Regions from separate parts of the Mus musculus genome. Here regions 1, 2 and 4 are each linked to region 3. Evidence: chromatin contacts called from public promoter capture Hi-C data. All regions are on one chromosome and are shown on one strand. Each heading gives the region's core, a stretch centred on a gene start, on an enhancer-like site or on the middle of the called end of the contact. The rest is flanking DNA. Distances are from core to core; before and after follow the strand shown.

The links. Promoter capture Hi-C pulls out the DNA fragments that hold promoters and counts their contacts.
Region 1: a contact with region 3 is called in a promoter capture Hi-C map of cranial neural crest. The contact joins the enhancer-like site here to the promoter of Kcnf1 in region 3. A contact is called at or near these places in 7 of 39 promoter capture datasets (the 3T3-L1 cell line, the C10 cell line, cranial neural crest and 4 more) and 1 of 115 datasets of contacts at active chromatin or transcription factors (forebrain).
Region 2: a contact with region 3 is called in a promoter capture Hi-C map of embryonic stem cells, with 2.8 times the contacts expected there. The contact joins the promoter of E2f6 here to the promoter of Kcnf1 in region 3. A contact is called at or near these places in 12 of 39 promoter capture datasets (the 3T3-L1 cell line, the C10 cell line, the SN4741 cell line and 7 more), 10 of 484 Hi-C or Micro-C datasets (the C2C12 cell line, cortical neurons, embryonic fibroblasts and 3 more), 2 of 115 datasets of contacts at active chromatin or transcription factors (embryonic stem cells and forebrain) and 1 of 9 other capture datasets (adipose tissue).
Region 4: a promoter capture Hi-C map of embryonic stem cells shows a contact between it and region 3. The contact joins the promoter of Rock2 here to the promoter of Kcnf1 in region 3. A contact is called at or near these places in 6 of 39 promoter capture datasets (cranial neural crest, embryonic stem cells, hippocampal neurons and 2 more) and 1 of 484 Hi-C or Micro-C datasets (embryonic stem cells).

Annotation. Positions count from the first base shown.
Region 1 is chr12:16,788,536-16,791,235 of GRCm38.p6, reverse strand. The region is part of intron 1 of Greb1 (gene regulated by estrogen in breast cancer protein); the gene reads left to right. Among named protein-coding and RNA genes, the nearest start is that of Greb1, 11 kb to the left of the region's middle. Within about 2 kb of position 1,250, at least 77 of the 459 cell types and tissues checked have an H3K27ac peak or open chromatin away from gene starts, as enhancers often do.
Region 2 is chr12:16,809,556-16,812,255 of GRCm38.p6, reverse strand. It overlaps E2f6 (E2F transcription factor 6), which reads right to left and starts at 1,291. Exons shown (of 7, transcript NM_033270.2): 1 at 941-1,291. The coding sequence starts at 1,048.
Region 3 is chr12:17,175,570-17,178,269 of GRCm38.p6, reverse strand. Kcnf1 (potassium voltage-gated channel, subfamily F, member 1) reads left to right here and starts at 1,382. Exons shown (of 1, transcript NM_201531.4): 1 at 1,382-2,700. The coding sequence starts at 2,052.
Region 4 is chr12:16,893,685-16,896,384 of GRCm38.p6, reverse strand. Rock2 (Rho-associated coiled-coil containing protein kinase 2) reads right to left here and starts at 1,407. Exons shown (of 33, transcript NM_009072.2): 1 at 1,055-1,407. The coding sequence starts at 1,195.

The sequences.
Region 1 (2,700 bases), core at 1-2,500, 390 kb after region 3:
GCTCTTTGACTAACTCTAGTTCACAAAAACATTCTATTATTTAAAGAACTGCATTCTGGTCACATGCTTTCTTTGAGTCTGTGGGCCTCTGGGAGTCAACTGTTGTTAAAGGTGCTGTGGTTTAGGTCCAGGTTCACTTCCTTGCTGGGTTGTTCCAGTACCGTTTGTTGGAAAAGCTTCCTCACCTCCGCTGAATTGCTTTCGAGCTGATTTCTAAGATGGTCAGAGTTGATCTTTCTTTGAACTGGAGGAGAGAGAAATTGACAGAGCACTGGGCTCCACCCCCAGCATAAACCGTGTGTATGGCGTATGCCTGTGAACTGGGCAGGCTGGAGGTGGAGGCAGGAAATCAGCAGTTCAAGAGCATCTTTGGCTACACAGAGGATTTGAGGCTAGCCTGGGCTACCCGAGCCCCTCGTCTCAAAAAAACCAAAGTTGTTGCTGTAGATGTGTTTTTAAGGTAACTCTAGGCATCCAGATAGCCATGAATACAGTCAGCTTTAGGACACTGTGAGTCAAGATTGTGCAGTAGCTGAGTGGGGATATGAGTCAGGGCAGACGGACTGGCTGTGCTGATGGCGTCTGGCAGCCTGCAGTATCCTAGGCTGATCTGGGGCACCCTGACCTGTAGGGTGAAGTTAACCTTGTGGTTGGTATGGGGCATGACCTGCCTGGGCTCCTTCAGGGACTGCCTTGCCTAAACTGCTGGCCAATTTTAGCTATCAGCTCCTATCAGACCTCCCCACCCACTGAAGAGGTTTGAGAAGTTGGGTTTAGAAACCTGGGTAGCCAATATGTGGAATTTAAATGCAGTCTGGGAAATGTGAGTTTCCATTTGTTAAGGATACTGATAACTTTAAAAAATGTTCTAATACACAGATGTGCTCACTGGAGAAATTAAGGAAAAAAATACAATTATGCAAACTGTATCTGAAATTTTCTTGTCCTGAAAAAATTCTTGTGAACCCTAAATTATTTTGGAAGAAATTATCTTTTTTTTTTTTTTTTTTTTTTTTTTTTTTTTGGCAATTCATTCCAAAACCCCTTTCTCAGTCCAGTTGAGTCATGGAAAGACAAAGCTAGTTTGGAAACAAAAATTCTCTCAATGGCTGAATCTGGAGAGAATTTTCAACATGGCTGGCCATGCTGCTGAATGAGGCCTTTGTGTGTGGGGGCAGAGGTCATACCAGAGAGCCCAGCAGTATTAAAAGGTGGGGAGCCTGGGGTCCGGCTGTGGCCAAAGCTGCAGAATGGGCTTTTGTTTCCCCTGGTCTGCTGTCCCAGGGAAGGCCGAGGACATCAAAGGCATGTCTACAGACTGTTATCTGGCCTCATCCTTTGCCCTGCCAGCACAAGGAGGTCTCCCTGTGGGGAGCCAGGGTGAGGGAGCCCTGAGCTAACACCCACTGTTAATTGTAGGCAGGGGTTGATCAACGACATTAGCATTTGCCAATTCTGTCCGGCTCTCTGATTTGTTTGGAGGAAAATATATTGATTTCTTTATCTGATTAAAAGATTGAAAAGCATTCTGTTCAGAATCAAAGATGATATGTGCTGGTGGCAGAAAATGTATAAGTGGAAGAGAAAGCAAAACAAGAAATAAATTCCTTTTTCTAGAGATAAGCACTGTCAGCATTTGGGGGCACCATCAATCTTTACACTTTTTTTGTTTGTTTTGGTGTGTGTGTGTGTGTGTGTGTGTGTGTGTGTGTGTGTGTGAGAGAGAGAGAGAGAGAGAGAGAGAGAGAGAGAGAGAGAGAGAGAGAGAGAGAGCATGTGTGTGTGTATACATGTGCACAAGCCATAGCAGGTCAGAGGACAACTTGGCACAGTTCTGTCCTACCATGTGGGTCCAAGCGTCAGTAGGATAGGCAGCAAGTGCCTTTACCCTCTGAATCATCTGGATGGCCATTGCTATTGTGTTGCTTTGTTTTATCTTGAGACAGGGTTTTACTAGGGCACAGAGAAATTGTAACCATTTTACCTAATAAATAACCATCTGTTACCTCAATGATACTTTTGAACAGTTCCTATAAGGGATAGGTGTAAATTTATAATATTTAGCAGTATATATTCACTATAATATAAATATAATGTAAATATTTGATTAAGCAGAGAAGACCACAATACAACTTCCATTTCTTCAAAGCCCAAATCTCATAATATAAAGAAATTATGTCAAAGAATATTTGATATCTGCAGCTATCAAAACGTGTGAAGTGGAATACTTACAGTAAGGACACAGAGAAAAGATGCCCCCCAGAGTGAGAAGGAAATGGTATCTAATGTGGAACAGCCTTTTAACATGGATGGTACAGTTAATCCCAGCACTCTGGAGTCAGAAGCAGGCAGATCTCTATGAGTTTGAAGCCAGTCTGGTCTACACAGTGAATTCCAGGCCAGCCAGGGCTATTCAGGGAGACTCTGACTCATAACTACAAAAGAACAACAAAGTGATCTGTGTTCTGACTGATGAGCAAGTACTGGGTGTACTTTTTCTCTTAAGTCTTCTACCAACTGGGGGCCCCTCTGGGAGAAAGCCTAAGAAGAACAGCAAACAGAAGCAGAGTGATGGCTGCTGCTGTGCGATTGACATCTGAGCCAGAGACATGGGTAAGGTGAAGGAAACGCTGCTGCCACTGTGAGCCATGATTTCAGGTGGGACGTGAGTGGGATGATCTGCAGGACTGTGGTCACGAT
Region 2 (2,700 bases), core at 42-2,541, 370 kb after region 3:
ACCATGGCTGTCAAAAACACAACAAAGAGTTCTCAGCCAAAAGTGAGTGGTTAGTTATGACACAAGATAGGGTGTGAAACGAATACTGTAATTGACAAAACCATCAGTGACCTACGGATCTTATTTACAACAATCTTACCAAGTGCTTAGGACTAGAGTCCCCAGCACAGTGCTGGGTGGTAATGCAAGATCAGGTGGAAACTGAGCAGAAATTACTTAAAGAGAGAGAGAGAGAGAGAGAGAGAGGGAGAGAGAGAGAGAAGTTTGGGAAAGGCTGTCACTTGCAGTCATTCTGAGGGTCTTCCCAGTTTCCTCATTACCTAGCCCCAAGGCCAGACATCTCTGTACACACATCTCTGGGTCAGTTCTGACAAACTCTAAAAATAACTATCTCAAGGTTGCTCCAAGGAGTCAGACAAGACAATGCTCATGGCACAGGACCCGCCAGAATGGCTTGGATACAGCTTGCCTTGCTGAGAAAACAGCGATCAGGAGAAACGGACAAAGGAAGAATCCAGCAGGGACCCTGAGAAAGGTGGGAAGCACGGAACGGAGGGAACTTTCTCACTCTTTCATTTCCCCTGTCAGACAGCAAAGATGGACAGGCAAGATCGCCCAGTTGGTTAAGGCACTTGCCACCGAGCTTTACAAACTCTACCAGAGTTCCATCCCGCGAACCACAAGGCTGGAAGCATGGAACAGACTGCCCCAAGTTGCCTTCTAAACTCTACACGTGCCCCGTGGAATCCACGCGCTCGCGGCCCCCACCCCAACACAAAGTAAGAAAAATCCAATAGAAACATTTAAAAAGCAAAGGGCGGTTCAAGAATTGGGAGTTGCAGGGAGAGCCCCGGGGCAGCAAGCGACACTGTGCAGAGGGCCCGATGCAAGGAGCGCGTCCCACAGCACTTGACCTCCCGTGGCCCGGGTCCCCGCTCACCAGTAGGTTTTCCACGTTGATGGGGTCTCGGCAACGCCGGCGCACCGTTTCCTGCGCCGGGTCCACCAGCAGGCTGGGCTGTCTCCGCGCCGTCCGCTGCTGACTCATGCTGTCCCGCGCCCCTCGCGCCCCACGCGCCCTCCCGCCTTCCCCGGAGGCTCGGCGCGCGCGTTCCCGGCCCCTTCAGCGCCGCCCGCTCCACCCACGGAGCACTGCGGCTCCACCCACGAAGCGCCGCGGTCCCACTCGCGCAGCGATGAGCCCAGGCGCAGAGGGGGTCAGGGTAGGCTCGGAGGGGACCAGGGTGACCGCGGAGGCGCTCAGGTTCCCTGGCCGGCCATCTTTCCGCATGCGCAGTGCACCCGCGTTTGCACATGCGCAGCGCCGTCCGTTAGATCTCCCGCGCACACCGGTCCTCGCCCGCTGCCGACGCCCGGGTGTTCCGGAGGATGGATCCTTGGAGAGGATGGCGGCGGCGGGGGGTGGGGGTGTGTGTGGTGGGATGGGTTGGGGGAAGAAAAGAGGTGGAGCAGGGATTCCGGGGGATCGGAGCAGGCGCTCTCTAGTCCCAACCAGCGGACTGCAGGTTCTGAGTGCCCCGGGGCGATGATGGTGGGGCTCCCATCAGTCATCTAAAGGTGCTTAGCACATGCTCATGAAACAAGCCATCTTGGAGGGACCAGAAGGTGCAAGCTTCAAAGCCAAGCTCCACAGAGGCCCAGGCAGGGAGATCACGTGTTTGAATTCGAAGTCAGCTAAAGTTCGTAGTGAGAGTAGAATTTGTCCCAAAACCACAAACTTTACCCTCTATATCAGTTTTATTTTATTTTATTTTTGGTTTGGTTTTCCGAGACAGGGTTTCTCTGTGTAGCCGAACTCAGAAATCCGCCTGCCTCTGCCTCCCAAGTGGGATTAAAGGCGTGTACCACCACTGCCCGGCTCTGTATCAGTTTTTGATTACTTATTATTATATCAGGTATTGGGCTGGCTCAAGAAGATACTGTTTTGAATATAATAGACTGGATATCAGAATCCAATGGAGGAGAAAGATAAAACAGTTTAACGGGCTGGGAGAGGAGCACTGGCTAAGTTTAGGAGAACTTCCAGAGGACCTGAGTTCAATTCCCATCACCCACAGGGTGGCTCACAACCATATGTTACCTCCAGGCCCAGGGGGATTTAATGCTCTTTTTCTGGTCTCCACAGGCACCAGGCACGGACATGTTAACATGTTAGACAGTCATACATGTAGGCAAAACTTCTATGCACAGAAACTAAATTAGAAAGAGAAAAGAAAAGAGAAGTAAGTGACCTGGAGCCATAGGTATCTTTTCAAATTGTAAGGTCTTAAGCCAGTTTCTAAAAGTCGTTCTGTGCCTTAGTTTCTAAATTTGTAATGTGGAGAGTTCTTACTGATCGAAGTTACTAGCTTGTTCTCTCAAAAACCTGTCTCTGTAAAATTGCCCCAGTAAACTGCCACCTCCCTTTCTTAAGTAGCTTCTTTCCTGCCCTGTTCTCTTGTGAGTTGGGCATATCCTCTGACTCATTCTGTCAAATCTTTCTCTGATTCCTCACTTTGTCTGCCCTTAGTTAGATGCTACTTTTAAACATGTCTGCTTTCTTCTAAAAACCAACCTTACCTTCATTGCTAGGGATTAAAGGGTGTATGAAGGTGTCTGTATTCCAGCCAGAATGTACTATAATCCAGAGAGTGTCTGCATTTGGCCAGATCATGTAGACTTAGAGAGTCTTGGATGTGA
Region 3 (2,700 bases), core at 133-2,632:
CACACACACACATGGCACCCAGAGTGCTAGGGGTACAGTGCTCTTATATTAGTGTTCACTGTTATTGCCATTCAACCTTTCTCATCCTCAATTTCCTATTCAGAGTAACACACCATGGAGAGGTGCTAAATGGAAATAAAATCAAAATTGTTAAAATATTTCCCTAATAAAAATTTGTGTACTGTATTCTACTGCATCTGACTTTTATATCACCCCATTAAAGAAAATACTGCTAGTGGCCCAGTATACCAGTTTCATGATTCATAAACAGGCATGGTCTTGAGCGGCTAAGAAATCCAGCTTACAGAACACATTTTAATGGTCTTTTTCAACAAGCAGTTTTAGAGTCACAGAAAATTTGTACAGAAAAATGCAGTTTCCCAGACCCTTGTCTCTACAGCTTCCCCCACAATCAGTACCCCCTCCCTCTACTGTCAACATCCCTGTAGGAGTGAAATGCTTGTCACAGTGGAGGAAATTCCAGGAATGGAGCATCTGTCATTACCCACATGGCCAAAGTGTCCTTTAGGACCCCCTCTTGCTTTTGTGCATCCTGTGGGTTTTGACAAGTGTGAATGACATGTTTGCCACCACACAATCAAACAGAATAGCTTAACTGTCCTATTCACCCCTCTTACTGGCTCTTCCTGTTCATCTCTCCAACTGTGTGTGTGTGTGTGTGTGTGTGTGTGTGTGTGTGTGTGTGTCAGTGTGTGTGTGTATGAGAGAATCCCTAGCCTAGGATAGCTTCCACCTCTAGAGGATAACCTTGAACTTCTGACCTTGCCCTCCTTTCCTAAGTGAGGGAAAGCTTGGATCATAGACCTCACCCCCACCTCACCCCCACCCCCACATCCCAAGCCCAGTTTATGTGGTACGGGATAACAAACACAGGGCCTTATGCATGCTAGGCAAAGGACTCTACCAAACTGAGCTACATCTCGGCCCAGCTTATGTTTTTAAATCCAATTCCAGGCCATAGCTAGATCCAGGGTTGATAACCCCGATGGTCAAGAACCTGGATTTGAACCAGAGATGTTCTCTGCCTCAGGAAAGATGAGAGGGAATATAGGGGCATCCAACTGGAAGAACTGATTTCTCTCAAAGTAGAGGGGGTTATGGGCACAGGGGTCATAGGAATCCAAGGCTCTGGGAGCTAATGGTGATGATGTTGTCCTGCTGGAAGCTAGCAGCTAGGCTAGCAGGAGAACCCTGGGTGAAGTGATGGCTAAGCTTTCCTCCCTTTTCATCTTGTGACCTGAAGCAATTTCCTCTTTATTGTGAAGGCTGGGACAAGTTGTGGTACAAGGTCACACCACCACCAGCAGGGCAGTGCTTAGGAGTGTCAAGGACTTATCCAGGGCCTACCGAAGCCTAGGACAGAAGGAGTGTGCCCAAGGAGTGCGCGGCTGCCCCTTGAGGGACTTGGTAAGCAACAGAGGTTCTCTTTCCTCTCTCACCTAGCTGGGCAGGAGGGATTTGGCAGCCTGAGCCGGGCTGGCCTTAAAGCTCTGGATCTTAACCTCTGAGCCCTCAGACTCAGCGGGTGGCGCCGGTGGCAGGGCGGCGGCAGCTGTGCAGGTCTGCCCAAGGGTTAACTCATTCCTGGGCAGCTGCAGCGCGTGCGGTGCGAAATCTCACCAGAAGAGGGTACAGTAGCAAAGCGTTTGACGTCAGGCTGGAATTCCTATTGTGTTTCGGACCCGCTCCGGCAAAGCCACTCCAAGTTAGCTCTCTATACAGCCCGGATCGCGCAGCTCTCGGGCTGACCCACCTCTGCCGCTCAACCGGGGAAGGAGGACGCTGCCTACGAGAAGAACCAAGTCCTGTCCCGGACCGAGCTGAAGGAGCCCGTGGGTGAGTGTCACCGGAGGCCACCGGCCGCAGAGTCCCCCGCCAGCGCTCCTGGATGCCCGCGTGCAGCCCCGCCACTGGGTGCATGGCTCCCTTGCGGCGCGCCCCAGCCTGCCTCCGCCCGCTGTGAGTGCCTTTTCCGGCAGGTGGTTGTTGTCCCCTAGGGCCTCGCATTGGCAGCGGCTGCGGCAGGGCTCATGGAACCGGGGCTTGCAAGCGAACCCGCGGGGAGCATGGACGCATCTGCTGAGCAAAGCCTCCCGGAGCCAGGCAGCCAGGACTCCGTGGCAGGCGAAGACATTGAGATCGTGGTAAATGTGGGGGGCGTGCGGCAGGTGCTCTACGGAGACCTGCTCAGCCAGTACCCTGAGACCCGGTTGGCAGAGCTCATCAACTGTTTGGCGGGGGGCTACGACACCATCTTCTCTCTGTGCGACGATTACGATCCGGGCAAGCGCGAATTCTACTTTGACCGGGACCCAGACGCGTTCAAGTGTGTCATTGAGGTATACTATTTCGGGGAGGTCCACATGAAGAAGGGCATTTGCCCCATCTGCTTCAAGAACGAGATGGACTTCTGGAAGGTGGACCTCAAATTCCTGGATGACTGTTGCAAGAGCCATCTGAGCGAGAAGCGCGAGGAGCTGGAGGAGATCGCGCGCAGGGTGCAGCTCATCTTGGACGACCTGGGTGTTGACGCTGCTGAGGGCCGCTGGCGCCGCTGCCAGAAGTGTGTCTGGAAGTTCCTAGAGAAGCCGGAGTCTTCATGCCCTGCGCGGGTGGTGGCGGTTCTATCCTTCCTGCTCATCCTTGTCTCCTCCGTGGTCATGTGCATGGGTACCATAC
Region 4 (2,700 bases), core at 158-2,657, 280 kb after region 3:
CTCTAGTCAGTTCCTGCGCTGTGGCCAAACAGAACTGAGTCACTCTGCAAATGATTCCAGAAACCTCAAAGGATAACCAACGGCCTCAGAAGAAAAGTTAGTCAGTGGAAAGGGAGGAGACAGTTTTTCTCATCACAGAGTCACTAGGCTTCTCCTAGCAGAGCTCAGGTCTGACATGCTTTTTGGCACAGAATGCCTGATCACCCACCCTAAGTCTAGACCTCCAAAGCTAATAGCCGGAGTATCTTTTTTTTTTCCGACTTCTCCTCAGGGTACACGTTCACACCACTTTTTCCCATAAATGCAACTCTAGGTGCACACTAATCAAATTCGTTTGCCAAGCATAATCGCTTCCCTCAACACGACCAGAAGTATACCAGCATTCTACATGGCATTTATTGTAAATCGTGTTCTTTTCTTAACCGAGCTCCAGTTAGCTGCCTTTTCCAAGGCTCTTAATTTGGATTTTGAATGCTATGGGAAAGACAAGATGAAGGGGAGAGATTTATCCCATTCTACAATTCAGACTCATTTCTTGGCTTCAGAGCAACAATCTCCGGAAATTTAATTTACATAAATTCAAATGTACTAAATAGCTACTATGGAATGTCCAAGAGCAACTGAAAGCAGCAAACTTGAGCTAGCTGTGCGTTCCCAGCTTCCTGACGAGCTCTTTGTCGTGTGCCCCCGGTGGTACTCCCAATAGGAAGAGCGTCGGGTTTCTTTCTCCCTGGGTTTTCACCCTAGCTCCCACACTGCGTGACACTTTCAAATTGGGTAGCCCAGTGTAGGAAGCACAGCCAATCCTCCACCTTTCCGCCCCAAACCAACTGGGTAGGCGGGAAGGAGACCAGGGGTGTTTCCTCCCTGCGCGCTCCAAGAACGGGGGCGGCCGAGATGACACTCGCTCGGCAGGGAGGTGGACCCGAGAATCCCAGGTGGGGTCTCCACTCTGGAACCTGGGTCTCCAGCTCCCCGGGCAGCCGGAAGCGGGGCGGGTGGGCCGAGGGGGGACCAGGCAGGGCGGGGAGTTCCCTCCCTAGCCCGCACCTACCAGCAGACTCTCCACGTTGATGGGCGAGCGAGGGTCTCGGATGAGCGCCTCCAGCTTCCTCTGACGGCCGGCGCCCGCCCCGTCCCCCGGCGCGGTCTCGGGGGCGCCGGGCATTTTCCCCGTCGGCGGGGGCCGGCTCATGCCGCTTCGCCGGGCCTAGCGCCGCCCGCGGAACCTCCGCCCCGGCACGCCGCGCGCCGCTGTCTGAGGAGCCGCCCGGCCCGGCCGGGAGCAGCGAGGCACACGGCGTCCCCGCCCCTCAGCCGCACGCGCGCCGCCCGGCCCGTAGCGAGCTCGCCAGGACCCGGCGGGCGGGAGCGGGGAAGGGGCGCCCGCGCCGCACCACCCCGCCCTCGGGGCTCAGGCCGCTAGGGCCGTCGCCCGTCCACCCGCATATCGCCGCCGGCCGCCTCGCGCGCCCACACGCCCGCTCCCCTCACACGCAGTCGGAGCCGCGTCCCTACTCGGCCGCGCGCCGCCGCTACCCACAAGCCCCTCCGCCCGCGGTCGGCTGCGCGCGGCCCGGCCCCGCCCCGCCCACCCCGGCGCGGCCCCGCGGCACGCCCCGCCCCTGGCCTCCGGCCACGCCCCGCCACCGGGCTGAGCAGCCAGGCTTCTTTTCCGTTCCCGCCGCCTGGCTAGTCTCCCTGCCTCGTCGGGCCGGTTCGCGGGACTGGGAGGCGGGACGGATGGCAGCGCGGTGCCCCGTGGTCCCCGTCGTGTGTCCCACGTCGCCGGCCGGACCCAGAGGCCTAGTTGACGTCCGCGCCCCCCGCCCGCTGTGTCCCGCTGACTCAGCGCGCAGCTATGCAAGCCGCGCCGAACTGCTGCGCCCCGGGTCAGCGCCCTTCCCAGGCCTGGTGCGCCTGAGGCCTGCGCCTGGGGCTCCCAGGGGGCGGGGAGGCCGCGCCCCTAGCCCGCGCTAAGAGTGTGGGACTCGTTTGAATCCTGTTGAGTCCCGGAGCTGGGAGGCCTGGAGGAGTTGTTTCTGCCTCCGGGTCATAAATCCTAAACTCTCAGAAACCTTTGTGCCCTTCCCTGACCAAGGTGCCCGCCTGGCCTTAGACCTTAGACACTGGCCAGGCGGAGGGAACAGGAGGCAATAAGGAAGCGCTTCTGCATCCGCGGGGCCCTTGCTTTTGGAGAGTGAAAGAGAGGGGCTGCTTCTCCGCATTCCTGCCCTCTCCTTGCCCCCTAGCCATTGGTCAGATCCTCTCAGGGCGCAATCGGAAAACTATGTGCCAAGAGCTATAAAACTGTTCACAGAGCCCCTTTGACCCAGTAAGGCCATTTAAGGAAGTCCAAGTGTAAGGAAATGATCCGAAAAGAGGAGGACTTTGCGTGGAGATGTTTACAGCAGGGCTATTCAGAATGTTCGCAATGACCAAAACCCTGGGAGTGGACCCAATCTTCCAGCAGCTGAATAATCCAAACAAGCTCTTGTCATATTCACGGGAAGAATCCTACGGGTATTGCAAGCCGGTTGAGACTAGGGAAAATTTACCGGAAGTGAAAAAATGCAAAGGGGATTATGAACACTTTGAAATGAGCAGCTAAACAAGTGAGAGAACACACTTGCTCCTAACTGAATGGGATTTTCCCCCCACTTCTAAAGATGTCAAGTAGGGTGGTGGCCTCATAGGTCT